3 separate regions of the Mus musculus genome follow, and regions 2 and 3 are each linked to region 1. A link is a contact called in public HiChIP or PLAC-seq and promoter capture Hi-C data. All regions are on one chromosome and are shown on one strand. Each heading gives the region's core, a stretch centred on a gene start, on an enhancer-like site or on the middle of the called end of the contact. The rest is flanking DNA. Distances are from core to core; before and after follow the strand shown. Region 1 holds the start of Angptl2 (angiopoietin-like 2). Region 2 overlaps Niban2 (niban apoptosis regulator 2). Region 3 holds the start of 9430024E24Rik (a long non-coding RNA gene).

Region 1 (3,055 bases), core at 156-2,655:
GCAGTTTTCTCCCAGCCCAACTGTTTGCTGTCAGAGGACGGGGGCTTTGGCTAATAGTAGCATCTTCATAAACACATCCTAGAAATGCGAGGAAGATAAGTGAAAGGGGACAGCCTCTCAATGTGCTGTATGACCACGCTGCGGAATATGGTGACTCACTTCCAAATAAGTGGTGTTCAGCCACAGGACCCGGACCAGGTCCTAGGCAGAAAGCAGAGCGGTGCTCATCACTCCCTGGTAGAAAAAGACTTCCTGCCCAGCCCAGATCAGCTCTCTGGCTAATGGTGTCCCTTAAGGTCTGTAGTTTCTTCTAGGAACAGAAGAAATTGACAGAAGAGGGAAGGGGCTAAGTAGGCTGAGGAGAAGCAGAAAAAATAATTTGTTTCCTGAATAAAAGGTGGCAGTCTCAGGAGAGGGAGCCACAGTGGGTCTGTCTCCTTAGAGATCAGGAAAATATCCCATGTTGACTTGCTGTAAGAGAGGGCCACTAAAGTTTCCTCTTAGTTCGTACCTAAATGTTACCACCACCACTAACACTTTTCAAAGAAGAGACATCACTAATATCAAGCAGTGGGTGAGCCTGTGCATGGGACTTGGGGTCTCCCCCTCTCTACACCCCTGCAGGATGCCAGTGGCCTTCTACTGCCAGCTCAACAGACCTGATGCATCTGAAGGATGTGGCCTAGGCACCAAGGCCCTGTCCTTCTCTACTCGGAGCCACCAGTCTTAGCGCTCACTCCACTCTCTTGACCATTCACAACTGACAGCTCCCAGGGACTCTACCACGTGTTCACCCAAGTCACAGCTGAGAACTAAGGCTGGCAGGGTCACATAGCAGGGGCTTTGGATTTAAGTCCAGCCCACCTGCCCACCTGGCACACCGTCCTTGATCCTGTAACCGGACCTTCCCAGGTGACCTTGGTGAACCTGGCAGTGTTGCTGGAATGTGGCTCACTTATGCTGTAGAGAAGGAAGCTCAGGGAGTGGCAAACAGTCTTCCTCTAGTTTCCCAACCCAGTCATGGTACTTTCACTGTCCTACCCCACTGCCACATTAGCAGTGCCTTCTGCAGGGATGAAGTGGTTTGGAAAGAAGATGCTGAACACTTAGTAAGGCAATCCACAGAAAGAGTGAGCAGGGCTCCCTGGCCTCCCAAGCAGCTGCTTGCACAGCCGCAGCTGCTCAAGTCCGTTACCCGAGTCCAGTGGAAGCGCTTTGCCTACACAGGGCACCCCAGCAACGTCAGCCTTCAGGGAGTGGAGCAGGCTGGTGAGCCAGGAGCAGAGCTGGCCAGCCTTCCTGTGCCAAAGAAGGAGGGGGCCCCGCCCAGGCCGCCAAAGCAGGCAGGAGGGGCTGGGCCAGCTGGGGCTGGAGCTAGTGTGACATCACCAGGCGGCCCGCCCCTGTCTGGAGCTGAGGGGAGGCCCAGAGCTTTTCTGGGGCCTGGGGGATCCTCTTGCACTGGTGGGCGGAGAGAAGTGCCTGCAGCCAACCAGGGTCAGGCTGTGCTCACAGTTTCCTCTGGCGGCACGTAAAGGCTCCACAAAGGACCTGGGAGTTCAACTGAGGCTGCTGCTGTCGGCCTGGGGATGGACCCCAAGCCCTGAGTGGTGTTGTTGGACCCAGGACCTGCAAGAAGCATGCACTAAGGCAGCTGCGGACCACACTGTGAGGGAGAGCAGGTTGGGAGCAGCCCCGGTGACACCAGAGCCAGCCTCATCCCTAGGAGCTTCAGAGAGCATAGACTGCTGCCAGCTGAGGCCAGTGAGGCAGGGCTGCTCGGCGGCCAGTCCAGCCTGAGACTCGGGACCTCTCCTGGAGGCCACGGCCAGGCTGTGCTGCTGATGGCACCGTGAGGCATGTGAAGCGCTGCTCCAGGGCCAAGCAGGAGAGAAGAGGTAAGGGGTCAGCTCTCAACTGCAGCAGCCAGGGGAAGAGGGGCTTGAGACGGGCAACCCTGACTCCTCCAGCTTCCGTGTGCAGCTGGACCCCACAGGGGTCAAACCTTGCTTTTGCTCAGAGCTGAATCAAGCATCTGACCAGGCAGAGGACTGTGAATACTTGGGCAGGGTGGTGTAGAGGCACAAGCACACTGGGCTGGGATGTTGAGGACTTCATCGGTGAGCTCCACTCACCTCTTTCAGACAAAGAGCCTCTGGGGTGAGCCGGTTTGGCTGTCGGACACAGGCTGGTAGCCGGGTATGTGCATGTGTGTAGGTGCGGATTTGAAAGGGCAGCAGGCTGAGAGTCGCAGGGCAGTGTAGGACTGGGCAAGTTGTGTTCAAGCTCCGGACTCCTGCACACCCAGCCAGCTAGAGTTATGCTACAGCAGAAGCAGATGTAATGCGGACCTGAGGCAGTGGGGGCCTCAGTTCAGAAAGTGCCCTGGGCCAGGCAGCACGAGCTGCCAGCGTGCCAGGAGCAGAGGCGTCCTGTGCGGGACAGAACATGTCACCCACAAGTTTCTGTCGGTAGGACTGGGGCAAAGTGCTGCCCTGACTTTCCCTCTGCGCCCAAGGATACAGTAGATGGATCCCAGGTCTCCAGCCAGCAGGATGTGGCTGAGAGACTGTGGAGGACCTGCTTTCTGAACAGCCTAGTGAGGGGACACAGCAGGCGCCACATACAGAGTCAGTCCCTTGAAAGCAAGCGCTTCAGCATGAGATAACATTTCCAAACAGAAATTCTCTGCTGATCCCTCCCCTCTCCCTGTGACATCCGTGTCACGGGTCAGCTATTGCCTCTGCTGTGGGATTAGGAGAGTTCCCAGAGGCCAGTGTTGTTACTCAGAAAAAGATCCCTTTGAGGAAGACTGAGAACACAAGTTCCAAAGCTAGCTCAGTGCTCTCCACATGGGTTCTTCCAAGTACAGGCCTAGTATGGCAGCGATTATGAGCTGGCTCCTGTCTGAACTCTGTTAAGTGGCAGATCACAGCTTTTCTAAACCTCAGTTTCCTGATCTGTGAAAAAGAGGGCTGAGAGCCCAGCTCAGCAACAGCCCAGCAGACACCTGCAGCAACCCCACAACACACATCTAACTACCTCCATCTCCCAG
Region 2 (2,893 bases), core at 225-2,724, 320 kb before region 1:
TTACCTGCTGAGCCAGACATCATTTTGTTGTTGTTGTTGTTGTTTTGTTTAAAATTTATTGATATTTATTTTATGTATGGATACCACATGCATGCCTGATGCCTGTAGAGTCCAGAAGAGGGTGTCTGAGCTCCTGGAATTAGAGTTCTGGCCACTTGTGTGCACCATTGTGGTTTCTGGGAACAGAACCCAGGTCCTCTGCAAAACCAGCACATGCCCTTAACCGTTGGGCCAGCTCTCCAGCACCATTATGGTTTCTCATTGACAGTCAGTCTTCTTCATTAGATTCCTAGGGCCCAGCCCTGGAGACTCAGAGAGCTTGGAGGGTGGGCATGATGCTAGTCCTGTGGCGGGCCGGGGGGCGGGGTGGGGTGGGGGGGGTAGGCTGTCCTGCTGTGGGTGGATGCTGCTGCTGGAGGCCTGGGCCTCCTTTTTCTGTCTGCTCCCCCAAACGCAGGGGCGTCCTCATCCTGCCCTCCTAGAACAGGCTGCCAGCTGGAGGCTGCGGGCACAGAGCTGATGCCAGGCAAGTGGGCGGGGCTGGGGCGGGATGAGAAGGCCTTTGTTTCTCCTGTTTGTGTCCAGATGGGAACTGAGTTTCCCAACAGAAGTGGAGGATGTGAAGAGAAGTCCCAGGTGCTCCCCTGCCCCACCCCCAGACATTTCCCCAGTCTCCACCCTGGCTGCCCTCTCCACCCCTTAGGCCCTCCCGGCTCAGCTGTTAGCCTTCATGAGACCTGTTGTTGCTGAGTTCTGGTTAAATATTTGCTAACTGAGAAGTTTGCAAGGCGGCTTTGTGCGAAGTCCTGGGTGACTACTCCCAAATCTGTCTTTGGATAAGGAGACCCAGCCCTCCTGGGCCTTCAGAGTCCTTTGCAGGTGGCCTTCTTGGCATCTGGAACTAGATAACCTCTCCCCCTGGGGGCCATTGTTTACACGCCTGTTTAATGGATCAGGGAGAGAAGGCAAGGCTAGGCTTGGATCCTGGGGAGCCAGTGTGGAGAAAACCTGGAGACCTGCTTCCTAGTCTCCGGGCCTCAGTCCCCATCTATCCACGGTCAGCTCTCCTGGGTCCAGGAGGGACCTTCCCAAAGTGCCAATGGCCTGTTAACAAGGGGATGTGGCAGCTCAGGATTCAGTTGGTACAGCCCACTAGATACCTTAACCACTAAAATAGGACCCCTCTCTCTCAGAGTTCTTCATTCCCGTTTGGGGTAGCAGGGGGCTGTGATGTCATGCCTGGTTTGCTCTCTTATGTAATGCTGGGCAAGTCACTGAATATCTCTGAGCTGTGGATCCCTCATCCAGAGAATGGGTTTGTCGGTTTGTCCTGGTGGGGGTTAAATAAAGTCATCGTGACTATTCTCTGATTCTCAGCTAAAGTGCTTCAGAAAACCGCCTCAGTGCTGGCTCTGGGCAACTGTGGCATGCATTAGCTCATGCTGTGATGATTATAATTAGATGCAAATGGAGAACCAGAGAGCCTTGTGGTGGGGAGCAGGGCAAGGCAGGCTGACTAAGATTCTAAGCCTGGGAGTTGAGAAAGGGTGTTCTGCCAAAGGGTGCTTCATAGGAGAGAGTGCAGAGTGGGGGTACACTTGGTATCAGTCGGACCCAGCCAGGGCAGGGGCTGGGAAGGGCAAGGGGACTGAGAACCTCAGCCTTGGATTCCATTCATTGCTATCCGCTCGTGAACTGCAGCATGTCAGGACGTGGGGTAGGAGCTGTGTCATTGCAGATGGGGAATCTACGCTCTCCTGGGGCTGTTGAAGGCCAACTCATCCTTAACAAAGCAAGTCACCTGATCTTCTGGACATTTCCACAGTCCTTAGAGTCCAGGGCCTGTTGGCCTGGCGGACAAGTCTCTGATCTCCCAGCTTCTGTCTCTCCAGTGGCGGCAATGCTTCTAGAAGCTTCTGGGCTCTGCTAGGTCAGGACTTGCTCTGCTCTTCTGTGACCTACATGAGAAATGCTAGGTCCCCAGCCATCCTGGTGCCTCTCCACCTGTGTCTAAATAAAAAAAAAAAAAGGTTTGCCATTTGTAGTTCTGGGAATTGAACCCAGTCCTCGTGCACAATAGGAATATGCTCACCACTAGCCACTATACTGTGTCCCTAGCCTTGTGCTCTATACATCTCTCACAGTCTGTCCTCAGTGAGACAGTGGTCTGTCCTCAGTGAGATGGCAGAGTCTCTATCCAAACATCCTTGTCATTTACGCGTGAACCGTAGTCTTGGCACACTTGGTGTCCCCAGCCCACAGCAAGCACATTCACAGGCACACCTTGGAGCTGTGTTCAGAGGAAGGGGGTTTTCTTTGTTAATTCCTGATCTTCAGGAAAGAGGGTTAACCCAGCAGGTCTCTTCAGGACACCTGCGGTGAGAAGGGAGAGAAAGCTCGTGTGACATCCACTTTCCCAACAAAGAAGATCTGTGTTGGATGTTTCTTCATCCTCGGGAGCCTCCGAGGTCCCAGCTTCTATGCTGGCCTTTCAGTGTGAGGAGTCTAGGGTGGGCGTGGAGCTTGTGAGAGAGTTCTCACACGGTGTAGATAAGTGGGGAGCACCCACCCAGCCTGGGGATTTCCAAAGGAAGAGAATGGGGGATGGGATGGGGTGGGGCTGAAGGATCAGCTTCGGTACTGTGGTTATAATAGGAGCCATACCTTTACCCCAAGGGCAGAAGGAGCCTTAGGACGTTTGTGAGCAGTGGAGGACCAGGCAGCTCCCTCCTTCTCCTGGTATGGGAAGGGCCAGAGGGAGTCAGGAGTAAGTTGGAGGCTGAGGCAGGTAGTGACCCGGCTGGGGGCAATGGCAGGTGGTGCAGGCTGAGCTGAGGTGAGCTGGCCTAAGTCAGCTCACAGTTCTGATGGTGGGCCCAGAAGCTGGGGCCCA
Region 3 (2,729 bases), core at 176-2,675, 500 kb after region 1:
ATCGGCGTTACCTGCGCTGTTTCGAGATTAATGAAAAACACGCCAGTTCCACATTCTGCAAAAGAAAGGTTTCGGGTGGCAGTGGTGGAGCAGAGATGGAATTCAAGGGATTTCTTTCTTTCTTTCCTTTTTTTTTTTTTTTTTTTTTTTTTTTAAATGTGAGTGATTTTGAAAAGCGAGGGTTTTGAAATGTTTACTTTGTGGTGGTTTGAAATTTTTACATCTTTCAACAAAGAGGCCAGAGAAGTGAAAACACGTGAAAAGAGTTTCTGAAAAGCACGATTCAGCAGAAGTTGGGTGAAGCCGCCGAGGGTCCTTTATCTGGGGCAATCTGTGCGCGTCACGGGGTAGGGGAGGCCCAGAGCTCAGCCCCACTGGCCCACCCGAGCCTGCTGGAGGCCCTGGGCTCCCGCTTCAAAGCGCAGTTGGAGAAGCGTCTTGGGAGGGAATCGGACACCTCGCTCTGGGGACCTTTATGCCCAAGCACTGTCGCCTGATGTGGTCATCTCGTTAGTCATGGGAAGCCCAGGGAATTTCTGTTTGTGCCTCTTTCCACACTTATTAAGCAAGAAGTGGGAGGCCGACATGAGAAACCAAAAGATGTTTGTGGTCCCCTGGGCTGCATCTCTTGGGACCACAGCTTATCCATCACTGCAGAGGCATTGCGGAGAAATGGAAAGAGTCAACCGTGCCCAGAGGGGGAGAAAGTGAGCACTCAGGGGCTCCCTGTCTGCTGTATCTTGGCTGGGCTCCCGTGGAAGGGCGTGGGCTCCGAGTCTGAGAAGGGAATGCCTTTGGGGGAGCCAAGCCGCAGCTTAGGAAGATCGGCATGTCACCAGGTTCGGTTGTCTCATTATGTAGCTCAGACCTTTCCCCCCACTTTCCCTAGCAAGGGACCAGCAAGAAGCTGTCATACAGAACTCAGGCACCTGTACAGACCTGTCTCTGTTGTGGGAGAAGACCAAGATGGAACTACCCTCCTCCTCTCCTCTTCTCATCTCCCCCCCCAGCCCCCCAATGCTAGGGTTGGAATCTAGTATTTCATACTTCCTAAGCAAGTGCAGAACTCTAGGTTCTAAGCAGTTCCTTTAGTCCACCAAGTCCCAGTACCTCCGCATCATGTCAGAACCCGCTCTCGCTGGCTGTCCTGTGTCCTGTTCTCTTCCTCTCGGGGCTGCAACACTCCCAGAGGCCCAGGTGGAATTCTGAATTGCGAGATCATCAGACTGGCCCCTCGTGCCCCAATCCCACATGTAATCAAACTTCTGGGCAGATTTTTTGAGGGAAGCAACAAGTTTGAGCCAAGACCCCATGATTGAAATTCTCCAATAAATCCCTCCCAGCTGAGCCCTGAGGGTCTGTAGCTAGCTTCAGCAAGGAGGGATGGTGTGAAGGGTTTCTTTTTTCTTTCTTTTTTTTTTTTTTTGCAAACTTCAAACAGGACCTGGGGTTGTGGGGGAGGAGGAGGGCTATGCTGAGAGAGGAGGCCACAGACCAAGGGCTCAGAGTTAATTAAAGAGCCTGCATGCTTACACCTATAAACTCAGCCTTCTCTGTACATTAAAGCCCTCTGCTTTCTTTCTTGTAGGGCCACCTCTCGTGGTGAGTCTGGAAGTAGAACTAGACTCAAGCCATACTGTTTGATTTTTGTTTTTGTTTTTTTTTTTTTTTTTGCAGCCCCTGGAAGGTTCTAGCCAGAGCACTTTGCCCTTCTACCAGGAGCTAAGACTGTGTTCAATTGCTTTATTAAACATTGAGAATCTACAATTTCCCAAAGTAGGCCTGGGCACATCCCTCGGGGTGTGTGGGCCACCACCTCGCCCATTTGTCAGGCAAGGAAAGTGAGGTTCAGAGAGGCAAAGTGACCAACTGAAGAGCATATTGTGATCAGGAAGAAGTCAGGACTAGACCGCATAATCTTCTGTCAATGGCTAGGGCAGGGACCAACAAGGGACATGCTGCCCTCACCCCAGCCCTGCCCCCTTGCACTGCCGGTGACATTCAATCAGGTGCTGGTGATGCCTGGGCCAGCAGGCCGGGCAGGGCCTCCTCAGCCTCCCAACGACAAATGGTTCTCGTTTGAAAGGGAGGTTATAAAAACACGTGCCCAGAGACACTGTCAGGGAAGGGGGATTAATCTCACTCCAGTCAAAGACCATATTCCAAATATTTTTCTGGGGGTGGGAGGGAGTGGGGGCAGGGATCAGCCCTATCTGGGAAGGCAGTCAGGTTCCTGGGGTGCCCCACAGGCTGGGCTCCAGGAGGCAAGTGATGATGCAGAACAGTCAGGCCAGGGTTCCATGTATGGACCCGGCGAGGCTGGGTCCAATCAAGACCACTGCTTGGAGGCATGGTGCCTCCAGGCTAGCTTTGCAGGCGCTCGCCAGGCTGGCTTGGATATTCACACTGTGTCCGGGGTCTTGGCTGTGTTTCAGAGCCCTGTGAGTTGCTGAAGGAAAGGATTAGAAGCCTGGGACATTTTTATTTTCTGGATGGTGTCAAAGGCTGAGTGTTTTCTCCTGGCCTCTGGAGCAGAGAGGACCCCAAAGACCAGCCAGGGGGGTGGTCTTGCCTCTATGCCTTTTACCTGGACAGGAGTCAAGTCACCCAGAAGCGCTAGCTTTTCGGCTCTCAGACTTGGGGATCCAGGTCCTTATGTGACTCTGGGATTCCAGGCATAGTCTCTTAGGGGTACAGGCCTGAGGTTTCCAACGGTCCTATTTATTGAG

The links. Promoter capture Hi-C pulls out the DNA fragments that hold promoters and counts their contacts. HiChIP or PLAC-seq counts read pairs in DNA pulled down with a chosen protein or histone mark.
Region 2: a FOXA1 HiChIP or PLAC-seq map of pancreatic cancer cells shows a contact between it and region 1. The contact joins the enhancer-like site here to the promoter of Angptl2 in region 1. A contact is called at or near these places in 1 of 484 Hi-C or Micro-C datasets (embryonic stem cells), 2 of 115 datasets of contacts at active chromatin or transcription factors (large pre-B cells and pancreatic cancer cells) and 1 of 9 other capture datasets (pancreatic islet).
Region 3: a promoter capture Hi-C map of embryonic stem cells shows a contact between it and region 1, with 4 times the contacts expected there. The contact joins the promoter of 9430024E24Rik here to the promoter of Angptl2 in region 1. A contact is called at or near these places in 2 of 39 promoter capture datasets (embryonic stem cells and stem cell-derived epiblast-like cells), 1 of 484 Hi-C or Micro-C datasets (embryonic stem cells) and 1 of 9 other capture datasets (embryonic stem cells).

Annotation. Positions count from the first base shown.
Region 1 is chr2:33,214,556-33,217,610 of GRCm38.p6, forward strand. Angptl2 (angiopoietin-like 2) reads left to right here and starts at 1,406. Exons shown (of 5, transcript NM_011923.4): 1 at 1,406-1,898. All of the region lies in intron 8 of Ralgps1 (Ral GEF with PH domain and SH3 binding motif 1), which reads right to left.
Region 2 is chr2:32,895,202-32,898,094 of GRCm38.p6, forward strand. All of the region lies in intron 1 of Niban2 (niban apoptosis regulator 2), which reads left to right. Among named protein-coding and RNA genes, the nearest start is that of Gm13523, 14 kb to the left of the region's middle. Within about 2 kb of position 1,475, at least 156 of the 459 cell types and tissues checked have an H3K27ac peak or open chromatin away from gene starts, as enhancers often do. A contact at or near this core is called in pancreatic cancer cells and pancreatic islet, where this site is marked.
Region 3 is chr2:33,717,525-33,720,253 of GRCm38.p6, forward strand. It overlaps 9430024E24Rik (a long non-coding RNA gene), which reads right to left and starts at 1,426. Exons shown (of 2, transcript XR_374262.3): 1 at 1,111-1,426.